6 separate regions of the Mus musculus genome follow, and all the other regions are linked to region 1. The links are chromatin contacts, called in public ChIA-PET, Micro-C and promoter capture Hi-C maps. All regions are on one chromosome and are shown on one strand. The core of a region is the stretch at or near the end of the contact, and the rest is flanking DNA. Distances in the headings are between cores, read along the strand shown.

The links. Promoter capture Hi-C pulls out the DNA fragments that hold promoters and counts their contacts. A called contact is a pair of places that touch in the nucleus more often than the background predicts. ChIA-PET counts read pairs in DNA pulled down with a chosen protein or histone mark.
Region 2: a contact with region 1 is called in a promoter capture Hi-C map of pre-B cells, with 2.7 times the contacts expected there. The contact joins the promoter of Denr here to the promoter of Orai1 in region 1.
Region 3: a contact with region 1 is called in a promoter capture Hi-C map of pre-B cells, with 3 times the contacts expected there. The contact joins the promoter of Tctn1 here to the promoter of Orai1 in region 1. A contact is called at or near these places in 2 of 39 promoter capture datasets (liver and pre-B cells) and 2 of 9 other capture datasets (adipose tissue and liver).
Region 4: an RNA polymerase II ChIA-PET map of memory CD8 T cells shows a contact between it and region 1, with 15 read pairs. The contact joins the promoter of Vps29 here to the promoter of Orai1 in region 1. A contact is called at or near these places in 2 of 115 datasets of contacts at active chromatin or transcription factors (bone marrow-derived macrophages and memory CD8 T cells) and 1 of 9 other capture datasets (pancreatic islet).
Region 5: a promoter capture Hi-C map of pre-B cells shows a contact between it and region 1, with 3 times the contacts expected there. The contact joins the promoter of Vps33a here to the promoter of Orai1 in region 1. A contact is called at or near these places in 1 of 39 promoter capture datasets (pre-B cells) and 1 of 115 datasets of contacts at active chromatin or transcription factors (bone marrow-derived macrophages).
Region 6: a contact with region 1 is called in a Micro-C map of embryonic stem cells, with 9 times the contacts expected there. The contact joins the promoter of Atp2a2 here to the promoter of Orai1 in region 1. A contact is called at or near these places in 1 of 39 promoter capture datasets (liver), 1 of 484 Hi-C or Micro-C datasets (embryonic stem cells) and 2 of 115 datasets of contacts at active chromatin or transcription factors (bone marrow-derived macrophages and pancreatic cancer cells).

What each region holds. Positions count from the first base shown.
Region 1 is chr5:123,013,678-123,016,483 of GRCm38.p6, forward strand. Orai1 (ORAI calcium release-activated calcium modulator 1) reads left to right here and starts at 1,397. Exons shown (of 2, transcript NM_175423.3): 1 at 1,397-1,889. The coding sequence starts at 1,581. It overlaps Gm2479 (a long non-coding RNA gene), which reads right to left and starts at 1,350. Exons shown (of 3, transcript XR_387710.4): 1 at 1,050-1,350.
Region 2 is chr5:123,905,832-123,908,637 of GRCm38.p6, forward strand. Denr (density-regulated protein) reads left to right here and starts at 1,444. Exons shown (of 8, transcript NM_026603.4): 1 at 1,444-1,535; 2 at 2,269-2,383. The coding sequence starts at 2,278.
Region 3 is chr5:122,262,989-122,265,794 of GRCm38.p6, forward strand. It overlaps Tctn1 (tectonic family member 1), which reads right to left and starts at 1,472. Exons shown (of 14, transcript NM_001039153.3): 1 at 1,150-1,472. The coding sequence starts at 1,381.
Region 4 is chr5:122,352,943-122,355,748 of GRCm38.p6, forward strand. It overlaps Vps29 (VPS29 retromer complex component), which reads left to right and starts at 1,386. Exons shown (of 4, transcript NM_019780.2): 1 at 1,386-1,534. The coding sequence starts at 1,532. Rad9b (RAD9 checkpoint clamp component B) reads right to left here and starts at 1,263. Exons shown (of 13, transcript NM_001382853.1): 1 at 1,197-1,263. The coding sequence starts at 1,233.
Region 5 is chr5:123,571,602-123,574,407 of GRCm38.p6, forward strand. It overlaps Vps33a (VPS33A CORVET/HOPS core subunit), which reads right to left and starts at 1,414. Exons shown (of 13, transcript NM_029929.3): 1 at 1,279-1,414. The coding sequence starts at 1,380.
Region 6 is chr5:122,500,762-122,503,567 of GRCm38.p6, forward strand. It overlaps Atp2a2 (ATPase, Ca++ transporting, cardiac muscle, slow twitch 2), which reads right to left and starts at 1,464. Exons shown (of 20, transcript NM_001110140.3): 1 at 807-1,464; 2 at 170-187; 3 at 1-52. The coding sequence starts at 924.

The DNA.
Region 1 (2,806 bases), core at 147-2,646:
ACCTGGGAAGGCAGCAGCTAGGGGAATCTCAGAAACTCCACAGGAGGCCTCTCTTTTGTGCCATGTGGTTGAGTGAAGGGCTGCCCTCTAGCGGTTGTACAAGAGTTTAACTCTCACACTGTTAGACCTGGAGTGCCACACCACATGCTTAGGATTTATTTGACTGGGATCTAAATTTATCATTTGTTCTTGTTTTTCCCACATGTATTCAGTCAACAAGCATTTCTTCAATGTGGAGTATGTGCCAAGAAACATTCTGAAGGCTGGGGGTTAAAGCGGTGAGACTGCTCTTAACGTGTCCTAAAGTTCCTTAGCCCAGTGCCCTCCCTACCTTACCGGTATCTCCTGAGCCCCACCCTGAACCTCCCTATTTTCCTCTTCCCTTAGGTCCTGGCGCCTATCTTGCTGGCCCAGGTCTCAGCTCAGATGAGACTCCCAAGGTGTGAACCTTTTTAGTCTGCCTCCTGCAGAATAGAAAACGCTACGGAGGGGTCTGGGAATGGCAGGCACAGGCTAATGGCAGGCACATGCTAATGGCAGTAGTCCAGAGGCTTGGGCAGATGGCTCTTTGTGAGTTCGAAGCCAGCCTGGTCTATATAACAAGTTTCAAACCAGGCAGAGCTATGTAGTCTCAAAAATAAATAAATACAAACGGGGGCTAGCATTCTAAAATTAAAATAAAAACCCTGTTACTATCCACCTTTTTTTATCTTTTTTTTTTCTGTACACATTTACAGTCTCCTGAACTATAATTGACTCGATGTTTGTGTGTCTTTTCTACAAGAGTGTTGGCTGCAAGGGTGCAGGGAATTTTGTCCCTCTTGTGTTTCGAGGCAAGGGCTCACTCCTCCTTCAAACTCATTGTTTTCCAGTCTCCTCTATGCTGGGACTCCAGGCACGCATAACATCTTCGGGATCGACTTTGTCCGTCTCAATCACAAGCCTACACCCTGCCCTCGGTGCCTGGGACCGTGTTGGCACCCAATAGACGCTCAATAACCGCTCACTGAACTCTAGTAGCCCTCCGCTTGCTCTTTTTTCCAACAGACCTTTTGCCACCTTGTTCCAAGGAGGAAATAGGCCTCAGGAGGCGCCCAGAGGTGACCTCGGATGGCCTAAGTCAAGAGCTCCGGGAGCAAAGCCACAGGAGCAGCTGCAAAGAGAAGCGAGGCCTGACAGCGTGGGGCGCTTCCAGGAAGGCGAGCCAGGGGCTGGGGGCGGAGCCGTCGGAGGCGGTGCGGGGTACGTCACTCGCACGGACACCGCCCACCGCCTTGTGGGCGGGGTGTGTTCGTGGGTGTGGCGTATGCAAATAACCTCGGGTCGCCGGCCAATCGTGGAGCTCGCGGAGGTGCCGGCTTGGGACCGGACGCCGGTCGGCACGCAGGCTCCGGTCGCGGCCGCTTGGAACTTGCGGAGCGGTTCTGCAGCCAGTGCCTCGGCCTTCGGATCCGGTGCGTCCGGCTGCGGGAGACCGGCTCGAGTGGGAGGCCGGCGGAGGTGCGGCGCGGCCCGGCCCGGCCCCGGGGCCGCAGCCTTCTCAGGCGCTCGCCGCCAGCCGCGCCTTCGCAGCGTACTCCATGCATCCGGAGCCTGCCCCGCCCCCGAGTCACAGCAATCCGGAGCTTCCCGTGAGCGGCGGCAGCAGCACTAGCGGCAGCCGCCGGAGCCGCCGCCGCAGCGGGGACGGGGAGCCCTCGGGGGCCCCACCGCTGCCGCCGCCGCCACCCGCCGTCAGCTACCCGGACTGGATCGGCCAGAGTTACTCCGAGGTGATGAGCCTCAACGAGCACTCGATGCAGGCGCTGTCCTGGCGCAAGCTCTACTTAAGCCGCGCCAAGCTCAAAGCTTCCAGCCGGACCTCGGCTCTGCTCTCCGGCTTCGCCATGGTGAGCTCGGGCCTCCCTGCCCTCCTCCCCTCTTCCTGCTTCGGCCGCTCCCGCCCGCAGCCCCGACGGGGCCCACAGTTGGGAGCGGGCTGGGCGTGCCTGGGGTGAGGGGAAGAGCTGGGGAAAGCTGTCCTAGGCGCCGGAGGGGAGCCAGAGGCTGCTGAGCTGTGAGGGCGAGGTGGACGACCAGAGATAGAGATACCCACGCGCAGGTGTTTTTAGACGGGCACCTTGTCGCGGCAAAGAGGTTAGGGTTACAAAGAATGTTGCTTTCATGAAGTTGCTATGTAAGAAGTCTGCCCTGCATGTAATCAGGGGGACAAGAAGGATGCAAAAGGTCCAGCCCACTGAGGACAGGTGTCAGGAGATGAAGATGAGCTACATTGTGGCCGCGCCTTCTCGCACACCTAAGGCCGGAAGGTATTAACAAGACTTTATCAAATATTGGAGGGGATTTCCCAATACGTTCCACCTCCCCATACTCCACTAACTCTTACTCCCTTTTACACTCCCCACCCCACCGCATTTTCCAAGAGCCTCAGCCTAGGGGTTGAGTGCCACTCCCCACCCTCATTTTCTTCTCTAGAAACTTGCCTCTGAGTCACTGGGTGTGGGGGAGGAGGGTGGGACATGTTCCCCTTGAAAGGGCTCTTGCTTGATGAAGAGGTAGGCATATTTTCCTCCCCTCAAGTCCCAAGAAGGTGGTACGAAGCCTCTGCAGGAGGCGCCCCTGGAGGCTGCAGGTTAGGCACCAGACCTTAACTCTAGGAATACCTTCAGGCTTGCCTGTCTTGGAGTTTGCCTGGAGCTGTTATTATCTTTCGATGACATCAACCTACATCAGTGGGGTCTGCCGCCCCCCCCCTTCACCATCACGGCCGCCTCCCCCCCCCCCCCCCCCCCCCCCGTGAATTAGC
Region 2 (2,806 bases), core at 194-2,693, 890 kb after region 1:
TATAATGCACACACACACACACACACACACACCACACACATACACACCCACACCCACACACACACCCACACACACCACATACACACACACACCACATACACACACACACACACACACCACACCCACACACACATACACACACACACACACCACACACACACACACACACACACACACACGAACACTCATCCACACACCCACACACATATATACAGGGTTTCAGGGTTTCTCTGTGTAGCTCTGGCTATCCTGGAACTTGCTCTGTAGATCAGGCTGGCCTCAAACTTAGAAATCCACCTGCCTCTGCCTCCTGAGTGTTGGGATTAAAGGTGCATATCACCCACCATGCTTAGCGAAATGTACATCTTTGCTGTGTGGGGTTTTTTTTTCCAGTCTGTAGATTAAACCCAGAGCCTTGTACGTTCAACACAAATGCCCTACGCTTACAGGCCAACAGCTTTGAACTTTGTAGACTAGGTTGGCCTAAAACTCAGACATTGGCCTGCCTCTGTCTCCCAAGTGTTGGGATTAGGGCTGGGCCTGTAACTCAAGGCAGAGCTCTTCTGTAGCATTCACAAAACCCTGGGTTCAATTCCCGGCACCAAAGGAAAGTTCCGGGAGGGGGGCCATATTTGGGTAGCTTAGTTCATGAAGGTGATGTTAAAAGCAAAAACGCAATGGTCTTTCTACCAGGCCCTTTCTGAGCTCCGAAAGTGTCCCAGTGCTATTCCTGTTTCACAAGTGGGACTTGGGCTGAGTATGCAGATGAAGGGATTTCCCCAAACTAAAAACAAGGAAGCAAAATTTAGACAAGGACCCGTGTGGTTAAAACCAGAAATCCTGAGACCGGATGGGAAAATCCCCGTTATAGAACACGTAGAAGGTGAAATATGCAAAAAGGAGCATATGGGAACAGTCGTCAGCCTGATGAAATAAATTCAAACAGTAATTAATATGACCTTTGCACGAGTAATTCCTATTTAGGGAATCGGAATGAAATAAAACCCTATGTCTCATTCAGCCACCATCTCTACGCCGTGGGGTGACTTATGCATCAGGCTAGTTAGTGGTTAGTCGGGACACTAGGATGTAGCCCAGACACTGGGGCAAGGCTGCCCACATCATTAATAGAGAGTCACCTGTGACTCAAGAACCTCTGCGCCAGTCCAGTCCACGCCCCACTGCGCAGGGACAGCCTGAGCCGCTGGCTCCCCCTTTGCCAATGGATAGCCAGCGCCCCCTACCGTCCGGCCGCCTCTACGCAACTCGGTCCCGTTTCCCCACCCCACACCCCTTCCCCCGGGCTCCACGCATGGGCGCATGCTCCTCCCTTTTTGGGCCCCGCCCACCCCGGCACGGTGGCGTCTCGCGACATCCTCCTAGCGGCTGGCCGGGGATATCGCGATAAAGGCTCATTGTCTCGCGCGAGCGCGCCCCAGCAGCGAATTTCGGGGCAGCCGTGGCCGGGAAGAGGAGTTGCATGTGTCGCTTCAGCTGGCGGGAGCGGAGGCGGCGGGGGCCGTGCGACCGGCTGGGTAATGAGCGCTCTCATTCGCGCTGCTGCGGCGGCCTCCCCGGGAGCTGGCGGCGCTGCCGAGGCGGCCCAGGCGCTGCCTAAAGCAGGAAGGGGGCCGGGCCGGGCGTCTCCACGCCCGCCCACATGGGGGCCTCCTGTGGAGTCCCCGGGATGTCCCCCTTAGCCCAGCCTTCCAGCGGGCTACCTGTCCTTTTCCCCAGGCCTGGCCCGATTTCCCCTCCCCAGGCTGTGGCATTGCCGTCCTTGTCCCTGGCTTGGTCTCTTTTCGGGATTTTGCTGTCGCCGCACCTTGCATTCTGGGCACCTCGAGTGACTTCGTCCCTGTCGTGCCAAGGTGTCCATAGCCTTTTAACTGCAGGCTGCATCCCTCCCATAGCAACCTCAGACCTGCCCCGTCTCTGTTGAAGCCACCAGCCCAACTCTGTCCCCCTTACTGCTTCCTCTTTTCCTCTGGTGTCCCTTTTTGCCCCTGCCCCAACACAGCCTTCATGGCCCCATTTAATTCTCGCTTCCCTGTAAACCCGTGGATGCAGGTAGATGAGGCTCCAGTTGATCATCAGTGACTCTAATGAGACTTCGTGTCCTTCTTTTAATAGACTCAAAACAGCTTTGGTGTTTGGGGGATACACAGTGGAAGCTAAGACTGCACCCCACCCCCAAGGCTGCTTATTTGGGGGGCGGGGGTCGAGCTTCTCAGATAGTGAAGTCGTGTGTGTCATTCTTGTTTCCAGGTTTGTGAGATGGCTACTGACATTTCTGAATCCAGCGGGGCGGATTGCAAAGGCGATACGAAGAACAGTGCCAAGTTAGATGCGGATTACCCTCTTCGAGTCCTTTATTGTGGAGGTAAGTGTTGGAACGACTGGCTCGCTGGTTTTTATACCTGATATTGATAGTTTCACATTTGGTCGTGTTCGCTCCCCCAACTGTCTTGGTTGTTGGGTGGATTCTTAGTTGAAGAGGGGGGGAGCCTAGTGAGGACCCATGGGTTGGTAGATGACTCCTTCTTTTCCAGGGTCACTTGGGTCTTGCGTCCTGGCCTGGAGGAGTTTCCTGGCCAATTGAAGTAGAGAGATACCAGGAGCCTGATCCCAGCCTGACTGGTGTTCCTTTGTAAGGAAAGCTTGTTGGAAGCTAAGGAGCCTTGGGGATAGTGAAGGATGGAAGAGCTAAGGTACAGAATCCTAAAGGAAATGAAGCAGGGCCTGGAGCTGTTGCTTGGTGGCACAGCACTTGTCCAGACAGTTCAAAGCCTCTACATTCAGTCCC
Region 3 (2,806 bases), core at 222-2,721, 750 kb before region 1:
TTTTAGCCAAATGCTGACGGGATGTCATAGCATTCTTATTTGTATGAATGAATGGTTTCAAAATTTACAAAAAAAAAAAAACCAAAACAAAAAAACAAGCTCTAGAGATGGGAGGCAGGCTGGGAGGCCCACACCTGGGAATCTCAGCAACTGGGAGGCAGAGTCAGGAAGATGTCAGGTTACAGGCCAGTCTGGGTCACTTAGCAAACCTGTCAGGAACAAAGTTAGGAAAGAAGGCGAAGGCAGGAGACTGGAATGGTTCTAGAACAGGCTGGGGAGATGGCTCAGGAGTTAAAAGCACATACTGCTTGTATACAGGACCTAACTTCTGTTCCCAGGACCCAAGTCAGCCAGCTCTCAAACAAACTCCAGCTCCCCACTTCGGTTCTCCAAGGGCGCCAATATATATCCACCCCATCCTCACAAACATATACAAATATGCACACACAATTTAAAATACTTTTTTAAGATTTAGAAAAAATTCCCCCCGAAAGTGGTATAACGCTCTGGAAAGGCACGAAGGGAAAGGGGAGTTTTATTGATAAATGAAAAATGCTTTCTTAGTCCGAAAGACAAATTAGCTCCTCCTTGACTAGGTCCTCTCTAGCCATGGACAACTGCGCGTACTCACTAAAAGAACGCCATACTCCCTTCACTGGGATGGGTAAAAGGGAGAGAGCAATTAAGTCCACTACCTCATGTGTTTAAATTTACAACCACGAATTGTTGCCAAAGCTTCAAATTCCGAGCGGTAAGTAGATACGGATGAAACAGGTGTGTTTAATAACTCCATTTAGCTGGTAAAAAATGTCTAAAACGCACTTAATCACCCTGAAAATATCTGCTGGGCTCTCAGTAATCTAGACACAACTGGGATGCCCATGTCCGTGTGTCTGCGTGGAGAGGACGAAGATCCACTTAGCACTCTTTCTTCTACCAGTACTGCCTTCAACTCATTCTGTAGGTTTCTATCTAGTACCCCACTGCAGCCGTCTGCAATGATGCGGAAAAGGGAGTAACTGAGCCCCGCCCTCCGCATTTGTGTGCCAGAGATCCGATCTCCCCCTGAGGGTAACGACAGGGAGGCTGAGAAGGGGGTAACTTTGAGCTGGTGTACCCGCTCCAGGGGGGTCACCCCTTTGTACCCACCGTCCGTGACCGGGGTAGGCCTGGGGCCAGAGCGCTCCGGTGCCCTGGGAGTTCCCGGGGTCCTAGGCGACAGGGAGGGCTGCAGAGTGGTGGGGGTGGCCTTGGTGGAATTGAGATCCTCCTTCGTCACTGCTGGGGTGGCCGCAGCCGGGATGGCAATGACCTGGGTGCTCGAAGAGGTGTAGCAGTTTAGGAGCACCAGCAGGAGCGGCGGGAGACCCCGCGACCCCATGGCCTAGCAGAGTAGCCCGCGCCGGGGAGCTAGGCCCGTCTGTTGCCCGGGCAACAGTCACAGCCTAGCGCTAGGTATCACGGGAAAGGGCTCGCGAGGCCAAACTGGTCTGCGGAAGAAGGTGGGGCCTGAAGTCAGACCCGCGAATGGGGCGGGAGCTGGGCGAGGCTATAGGCGGGGCCTGGGCGGAATCGGAGAGGAGGGGCGGGGCCGGTGGGGGCGGGGTATGAGACAGCTCTTTCTAAGGAGCCCTCAGAAAATCGGAAGATGTAAACTTCTGTTGTGACACTTTGGGTGCTGCGTGGTTGTTTTTTTTTTTTTTTTTAAAAATGTAGATTCCCAGCTATAGCCTCACAGAATTCGGAGTCAGTCAAGACTAGGGCAGAGCCTAGAAGAGAGTATTTCTAATAAAAGACCCGCAGCGCATGTTTAGAAGTGACTTGGTTCCTTTAAGTTACATTGAATTTCTTACCCCATGTAACACTTTCTTTACTTTCTTTGCCTTTGGATACATCGCAGGAGGTCGCCAGAGCACTTCTGTCCACGGATTTATTTATGATAAGAGAAACAAAAGAATTCTTAACTTTTTGGTTCTTTTAGACGGGATCTCTCTGTGCCTGACTAATCTCGAACCCAAGGCAGCCCTATGTCAGTGCCTCATGCCAGGCATGCACCACCGCATCCAACCTCCATATCTGCCTTTATGATTATATCATTTGGAATGTTCTTCTCATCGTGTGTGTGTGTGTGTGTGTGTGTGTGTGTGTGTGTGTGTGTGTGTGTTTACTGGTAGGGGGAGGATGGGGGAGGAATTTGAGACAGGGTTTCTCTCTGTAGACCTGACTGTCCCAGAATGCACTCTGTGGACCAGTCTGGCCTCGAACTCGGAGAACCACCTGCCTCTGTCTCTCAGGTATTTTTTAAGGGTTAGTTATGTTTTGTTTTGTTTTGTTTTTTGTATATGGTGTTGTGTCTGTATGTATGTACACCAGCAGAGGGCATCAGATCCCATGAGACAGTCATAGACATGACATGAGCCACCAAGTGGTTGCTGGGAATTGAACTCAGGACCTCTGGAAGAGCAGCCCAAGCTCTTAACCGCTGAGCCATCTCTCCAGCCCTTCCTTAAGTCTTACAGCCCTGTGCTTCAAATCATTCTGTGAAAAGTTCTCAAAATCCTTTTATCCAGTCTCAAGCCTCAATGTAATTTTCTGACATTTGACTTCAAGGTGTAGACTGTTATCTGCTCATACATTTCGAAAGCCTTAGGGGACAGTGGGGACTCATTTGTTAGTTTCTTTCTTTCTTTCTTTCCATCATAATTCACTGAGTCCATCTAGGGGCTAGAGAGATGACTCAGCCATTAGGAGCCCTTGCTGCTTGGAGAAGACCAGGGTTTAGTTCTCAGCACCAGCATGGTGGCTT
Region 4 (2,806 bases), core at 136-2,635, 660 kb before region 1:
CTCTACTAATTGCTCTACGCTTGATCTTGGGCTAAAGGCTGGAAACTAAGTGGTTAGCACTTGCATCCATTCATGGGCTATCCATACGACAACAGCATTGAGCATCTTGGCTTCCAACATGCTAGGCTAGGTTAACATGTTGTTAGACTATAACGATCTCAACTTTGATGCTGTGTCAAGCCTTAGCAAAGTGCATCACTATGAGAGGAGGCACCATGACAGGAATTCACCACACGGTGTCCTAATTGTATGTGATGCCACAGAGCTGGAAACAGTGGTTTGAAATCCTTTTTTCCTGAATATGTCCGAACAATTTCCCGTTAAGTGATTACACTGAACTTTTTGGTCAAGATACACCTGGGAGTTAAACTACTCAGCCGATCCACACAGCGTTTTATAGACTAATTTACATTAGGAAATGCCGTATACCCTTACCTACATACACAGTAAGACTTCAATAAATATGCATCGACATAAAATTCAACATTATTTCTCCTGCAAGCCAATTTCCGTGCTAATGCTCTCATTCATTTTGAGTTCTCCCAACCTCTGAAGGGGGATGGTACACTGGCCCTTCTTTGGTCTGTCTACACACAAACCCGGTCCCCAGCCCAAGCATCCCACCCCCCTTATAAGGCTATGTATTATACAGTTCTCCACACAGTCTTTCTAATTTCTGATCTCACTACATGGACTTTTTATTTAGCCCATGCTTCTAACAACCTCTATCAACGAAGGGGCTAATATTAGTCTCATTTTTCGACTGAGGGACAGAGAGGATTGTTCGAGATTATATATTAAAACAAAAACAAAACCCAACAACAATAAAAAAAATGTCTCCGGCAGAATGTCGAATAAAGCAGCAGGTTGGTTTTCCCACAGCTCAAAAATACTTTTGCTGGTCAAGTATTATTTCCCCCCTTGAATTCTCTCCACATCAGCCCTCCTCAATCCGAGTTTAAGGCCCAATGGCACAATTCTTTTCTCGGTCACCGAATTAAACCCTGGACATAAATCAAATGGAACGGGGCTGGCATGCTCTTCGAAGCCCAGCATGGCCCTCGCGAGGCGCGCTATGGCAGCTTCAGTCGTGGCGAAGAATGGCGGAGGAGGCCGAAGAAGACGATGGATAAACCCTGCACGAGGCGTTAGACTTTTCCCTCTTCTAAGTAGCAAAGCAAGAATGGCCGCTCCACCTTTCACCTGGCCGCCCGTCATCCCGCACTTCAGCATGGCTACGGGCAGAGCAGGCATGGAGGGCGCAAGCGCGCCAGCCGCGGGTGCCCGGATGTTGCCCCCGCACTTTCCGCGAGCTCAGCCTTTCCTTTGCCCCGCCCACGAGCGATTTCTTGCAGCGCCGGGTTTTTTTTTTTTTTCCCTTGACGGGAAATGACCCTTACGGGCCCCCGTAAGACAGGCTCTTGCCAACTTCGCGTCTCATTGGTGGCGGAAGAAGTGGGCGGGTCGACCGAGGAGCCTGAGGAAGAGGGCGGCGGCGTTCGTGGTGATTGAACGGAGCCCTGGTGACAGGATGGTGAGCCCCACGGCGGCTGCTACCCGGGTGGGGCCGGGATGCTGCGGCGTCCGGTTGAGGGAGTGGGGTGGGGGCGCGAGGAGGATCCGGGTGGCCGCGGAGTTGGAACGGGAGGACCGCGGCTGGTTGAGGGTGCGGCTCGGCCTGATGTCGCCCCCTCGCCCCAGCGGCCAGAGGGCGTGCGAGGCGGACCCGGCGGCCGGACCCGGTCACGAGATCGGCTCCGGCAGTCGGTGTGACCGCACGTCTCTTCCCTCCTGGTCCTTCCCGGCTTGCTGGGGGTAGCCGGCCTCGGGGCAGAGCGCGAAGTAGCCGTCGCACTGGCCGCCACTCCGGACGGGGACCCGGAAAGGGGACTGCTCGTCTCCTGTGGCCGCTGCGGCCCCATTGAGCGATGTCGTGGGGATCGTTTGGAGCCTGCGGAGATGCGCGGGGTTGTTCGGAGAGCCTTAGCTTACCCAGTCTGCATCAGACCTTTAGGCCCGTCCCCCCCAATAGATTGCTGTCCCTACGACTTTTCTGTGCAGACACGTCCTTGTAATCCGATTTTCGAAGGCACTCTTTGCTCTCTAAAGTTGGGGGGGGGGACTGCTGTTTGTCCTGATGAAGGTTAAAGTGAAGGCACCTCACTGGCTGCTGGGCACGCGTTGCGTTTTTCACAGATTATCCTTGTGCAGACAACCTTTTAAAAAGGTGGCCTAGCAAACACAGAAGTGGATGCTCACAGTCAGCTAATGGATGGATCACAGGGCTCCCAATGGAGGAGCTAGAGAAAGTATCCAAGGAGCTAAAGGGATCTGCAACCCTATAGGTGGAACAACATTATGAACTAACCAGTACCCCGGAGCTCTTGACTCTAGCTGCATATGTATCAAAAGATGGCCTAGTCGGCCATCACTGGAAAGAGAGGCCCATTGGACATGCAAACTTTATATGCCCCAGTACAGGGGAACGCTAGGGCCAAAAAGGGGGAGTGGGTGGGTATGGGAGTGGGGGTGGGTGGCTACGGGGGCCTTTTGGTATAGCATTGGAAATGTAAATGAGATAAATACCTAATAAAAAATGGAAAAGAAAAAAAAAAAGGTGGCTTTATAAGCCGTTCCAAAGGTATATGCTTAAATTCACTGGATTTTGGCATCTAAAAGAGAATTATTTTGCTTTAGACTCCAGTTTAAAGTAGACTAGTTCTTTGATGGCAATTTGGAGACACTTGCAAGGAAGAAGAATTTGCTGGAATGATTGCATATTCATGTCTCTGAAGTCGTTTTGAGG
Region 5 (2,806 bases), core at 164-2,663, 560 kb after region 1:
ACCAGTAAGAATATAATTTTATAAGGTTTAATATTTTCCCTGCCCCACCCCCACTTTAATTATGTCTAGTTGTATGTGTCTGTGCCTGGGTATGTGCAGGTGGGTGCGGTTCCCCTCAGAGGCCAGATCCATCAAATTTCCAAGGATCTGGGGTTACAAGTGGTTGTCTGTAGGTGCCAGCAACTGATCTGGGCTCCTCTGGAAGAGCTACACTCCCTCTTCACCTCTAAGCCACCTTTCCAGAATATTCTTCTAAAAGTTAGAGTTAGGATTTTTAAAGGCTCTGGTCACATTATAGCCTAAGGGTCGAAAAGAACCTTCCACAAAGGGGGAAATTTCATGATACTGGCATCAAAGATCCCTGCTTCCTCCAGGAGAAACACTTTGTAAACCTGGTCCACACAATCTATTATATCTGATTTCGACATCATTTTCAGTTTAATACTGCCCCCTGTGATTTAATAATCTGCCTTTTTGACTCAATGACTTAGTTGGAGCTATGTTTACAAAACTGATTCTTTTTGGGTGGGTGGGGGTAGGGAGTGTTCTTGGTTTTTTCAAGACAGGGTTTCTCTGTGTAGCCCTGGCTGTCCTGGAACTCACTCTGTAGACCAGGCTGGCCTCGAACTCAGAGATCCGTCTGCCTCTGCTTCCCAAGTGCTGGGGCTAAAGGCGTGCGCCACCACTGCCGGGCCCAAAACTGATTCTTTGAGCATCTGTTTTGTTTTTTTCTTCAGATTAGAACTTCCCATTCCCTGTAGAGGGATGGGGTATGATTAATAAATCTCAGAATAGAGGGAAAAAATGCTTAAAAGAAAACCTCACAGCATGGCTCATGCCTGTAGTGCCAGAGGCGAGAGAAAGGAGGAGTGCCGGCAGGAACAGTCTATATAGCCAGGAATAGGCTCAAAAATAAAATGGAGAGCCGATCCCAGCACTCAGAGGCAGTGACAGGTGGATCTCAGTGAGTTCGAGGGCTACACAGCGTTACCCTGTCTCAAACACTGAGAGGAAAACAGGAAGAAAGGAAATTCTATGAAGTCCCCGATCTAGACAAAAAACGATCCATGTTGAAGTTACGAAGTGACAGCTTGTCTTTCACAAGCTGTGTGCCGAGGGCTGTGGGCGTGCGTGCTTCCAGGCTGGAAAGGACAACTGTCTCGCAGGTCGGGGAGCTCCCGGCCAGGGGCTGTCACTGAGCGGGCGACCTGATCGCCCCCACGGCCTCGCACAGTCCCGCCCGGCCAAGCTTGGTGGCGCCGGGGCCCTGTCCCTCACCTTGCTCCCAGCGCACTTGTCCAGGAACTCGCGCAGCTCCCGACGCACCGCCTCGCGCAGCACGTTCAGGTTCACTCGCCCGTACGACAGGTGCGCCGCCATCTTGCCCGGGCACCCGCATTTCCCCAGACGCCGCCTGCGTCACGTGACGGGACGTTCACGTGATCCGAGTCGCTGAGGCACATTGAACGCGAAAGGCGGAGTCCTGCTGACAGTGATGCTCCTTCAAGGTCCTAGTGCGCATGCGAGGAGGAGTCCCCTCCCCGCCCCTTTCTAAAGTATTTCCCTACCATGCCTAAGAATGGTGAGCAGTGAAAATTGACTTTGTTTGTTTGTTTTCGAGACAGGGTTTCTCTGTGTAGCCCTGGCTGTCCTGGAACTCACTCTGTAGAACAGGCTGGCCTCGAACTCAGAAATCCGCCTGCCTCTGCCTCCTAAGTGCTGGGATTAAAGACGTGAGCCACCATCCCCAGGTCTTAAGGATGGAATTTAGATGTTATTTGTCGCGTTTAAAAGCACCATCCTTGTGTCTTCACAGCTAGAATACTGGTGTAAAATGGCGATCGAGGCCAAACTACAAAATGCACCTTACTACACCCAGTAAGTGGTTCAATCGCAGAGCAAGCTTATCTCTCCAAGTTCAAGGCCAGCCTGGTAAACATAGCGAGCTCCAGGACAACCAGGGCTACACAGTGAGACCTGTCTCCACATAAACAAACAATAAATGGACTGGAGAGATGGTTCACCAGTTAAGAGCACCTGCTGCTCTCCCATAGACCAGGTTCCCAGGATCCACAGTATAGCTCGTGACCATCTGTAACTCCGGTTCCAGGGTGTTGTGTTTTATAAAACAAGAAAAGGAAGCCAGGGATATGCTTGATAGAGTGAGGTATGGTGAGGTGGAAGGTGGTGCCTCTGCGAGCTTATGCTGAGACATCCCTTCCCCATGAGGTAACAGCCATATGACGGATATAGTATGGAATAGAGTTTATTTAGGGCATGGGGAGATGGGGAGGGGAGTTGAGGAAGGAGGTGGGGAGGGGAGAGGAGGGAAAGGGGAAGGGAAAGAGAGAGGGGGAGAGGGAGAAAATAGAGGCGTAGAGGCCGGCCAGGAACACGTGGAGACAGACAGGAAAGGGGAAAGGAGAGAGAAGGGAGAGGGAAGAGAGAAGGTAAGAGAGTGGGGGGGGGGGGGCCGCAAGCAGCCTCTTTTATATTGAGTCAGGCACACATGGCTGTTGCCAGGTAACTGCGCAGCAGAGCCTGGAAGAAATGCTAACACGGGATCTAGTGCCCCTTTCTCACCTAGGAGAGCAAGGCACACAGCACTGATAGATACTTTCAGGCAAACACAGTTTAAAAAATAAGAGAGAGAGATGGCTTAGTGGGAACACGCTGTTCTTCCAGAGAACCAGAGTTGGGGTTCCAGCTCAAAACTGCCTGTAACTCCAGCATTCCAGTTCCACATCCTCTATGCCCACTTCTGATCTCCATGGACTCACGGCAAGTTAATGATACTGAAGTTGAG
Region 6 (2,806 bases), core at 214-2,713, 510 kb before region 1:
CTAACTAGTAAGTCTTCAAACTGCTCAATCACAAGTTCCAGCAAGGTTTTTCCTGTTAGAAAAGGAAAGGAAAAAAAAAAAAAAAAAAAACAAACCATTTGTTTCAATTGTCCACATCAATCAGCCTGCACACATCATCTCTCCAAAATAACATGTTAATATTATTTACCTTCTTCAGCCGGCAATTCTAGAAGGCCGAAATTCGACAGCAACGTGTCAGGAGGAAAGCAGAAAGAAAAATGAAGATATTGTATTAGCGCTTTTATTAAAAACTGCTAAATTCACCACCATCGTTGTCTGAATGGCGGATATAGGTGTATGAACGTACAACAATCTGTCTCCACTTTGATACCCCGAGAAAATTATTCAGCCCTGGTAATCAGTGGCCTCGGAACTGCCCGTAAGCCCTCTCCGGCCTCCAGGACCATGCAGTCATTTCAGCTGGGTCATCACTTCTGCCAGATGTGCAACTTTGGGGAGCACAAGAAACGGTCCGAGGGTTTCTCAACAACATCGACGCCTCATAAATCCGCGGGGGACTCAGCCCAGCCGCAGGAACCTCCTCCCTCCTTCCCACTCCCTCTCCCCCCCCCCCAATCCGACTCGCTGAGCGCCGGCCGGGAAGGTCACCGGCTCGAGACCCCTAGAGGTCGGCGATGGCCCAGACCCGCGCGTGGACCGCCCGGCCTCTCGCAGCCGTCGGGCGCCGCGCCGAGCCAAGCCCCACGAGGTGGAGCCGGGTCAGCCATCTTCCTTGGCGCTCGGGCCCGCGCCGCGCCGCTGCAGCCCCGGCGCCCCGCACCTACCGTTGGAGCCCCATCTCTCCTTGAGCTTCTTGACCTGCTCCAAGCTCAGCCCCGTGCTCTCGTTGACCCCGAAGTGGCCCAGCACCTCCTCCACGGTCTTTGTGTGAGCGTTCTCCATGGCTGCGGGGGCCCCGGCCGGCCTCGCCTCGCGTCCCCGCGGCCTCCTCGCCTACCGCCTCGCACTCCGGCCGCGGGCTCGTGCCACCGCGGGCGCCCGGGCGCGGACAGCTGTCCCCTCCTTTTTCTTCTCCTCCTCCTCCTCCGCGGCGGCGGCGGCCGCTTCCGCCTGACCGGGGCGCTGAATCACCCGAGCCCCCTCCCCCAGAAACCGCCGCACGCGGCCCGGCCTCGCCGAGCCCGCCCGAGGGACTGCGAGCCTCCCGCCCCGCCGCGAGTGTGGGTCGCTTCAGCAGCTGCCAGCCGGCCGCGGGCAGCGCAGGCCCCGGGCGCTGCGCCGAGGAGACGGGGCGCAGATGAGGAGCGGCGCCGGGCCGAGCCCTCGGCGCCGGGAACCGCGAGGCAGGCGACGGGAGAGGAGCTGCGCGGCGCGCCGGCCCGAGCCCCTCAGCTCTGCACCCCCGACAGCGGCGGCGGAGGGAACTGCGGCGGAGGAGACGGGAGGTGGCGGCGTCGGGGACGGCTCCGCGGAGGCTGCTCTAATAGCATTTATCCGCCGCTGCCTCCCCTCTCGCCGCCGCCGCGGCATGTGGACGCCGCTCATTGGCCGAGAGAGCCCCCAGCGCGGCGCGGGCGGCGCGGCCCCGCCCCCTCCTCCGGCGCCCTCCCGCGCGCGCGCACCGCGCGCCCACGCCGCCAGCAGGCCCCGCCTCCTCCCGCGCGCCGCCCCCCAGGAACCCGGATCGAGGCCGCGCGCGGCGCCTGTGCGCGCGCACGGGGCCAGGGCCACCTCTGCGTCCACGCTGTGCTCGATGCGCTGCGGCCACCGGCGCGGGCGGAGGGTGAGCCTGACTTTTCCGGGGCCACGGCTTTTCCCGTATCGACCGCGCGCGGGGATAGAGCGCGGAGTTCACGGGTGGGCGCTCTGTGCTGGTTGCCCTGCCGCTGAGGTTGGGGACTGGCTGGGACCGCGCATTGGCAGGGAGGCTCGGGAACGCAGGGGGGCCGAGGCGCGCTCGCACTGGTGTCCTTGGCTTGCCTCCGCGTCCTGGGCAGCGCGAGCCGTGCTCTGCATCCTAATGTCTCCTTCAGAGCCCCCCTCAGCAACCAAGGGGAGGAATTCCGCAGTTCCCTTCCCACACAGCCAAAAGCGCTCATCTGTCGCCTCGGGAACACCGCATCCCACACCCCCAGCCGAAAGCCTCATCTCCATCGCACGCCAACACCAGCCCTTCCTTCCCCTGCGGGTTCTGTGCCCCGACAGGGAATCCCACTCTTGGGGGAGGAAGGAGGAAGTTTTATTTCGTTTTTAGTAGCTCACACAGCCTTTGACACACGTCTGCATAGAAGTCACAGGTTATGCTGTAGCAGCTATGCTAGGTGGCTTGGCTTTGGCTTCCAAATGATGGCTGCTATATAAGACTTCCACTTCCCCCAATGCGAGAGAAGGAGCCTTCAATCCCAAATCTATTCTTAAACCACAGATCATCTGTTGTTTCTGTGAGGTCTGTACAGAGCCTAGCATGCAAGGTAATTTTGCCAATATAAAGAGGCTATACGGAGCCCGCCTGTGATCCCACGAACAGAAGTGGAAGCCACGGGATCAAGAGTTCAAGGTCATGGACAGACACTGAAGGAGTTTAGGAGCAGTCTTCCACGTTGGACCTTGTCTAAAACATACAAAATAAATTTAAAAAGCAGAGGAATGTGGGAAGCCATACTTAACAGGGAGGAGGCCCTTTGCATTGAATTTGCAAATATCTTCACAAAATGCGGCTTCATGAAGGGCATAGATTGCAAAATAAAGCATTTCATCTTCTTGAGTGTTTAGCAACGCCACCCCCCCCCCCCAATCACTTGAGACGTCCCACAAGGCTCCGCCT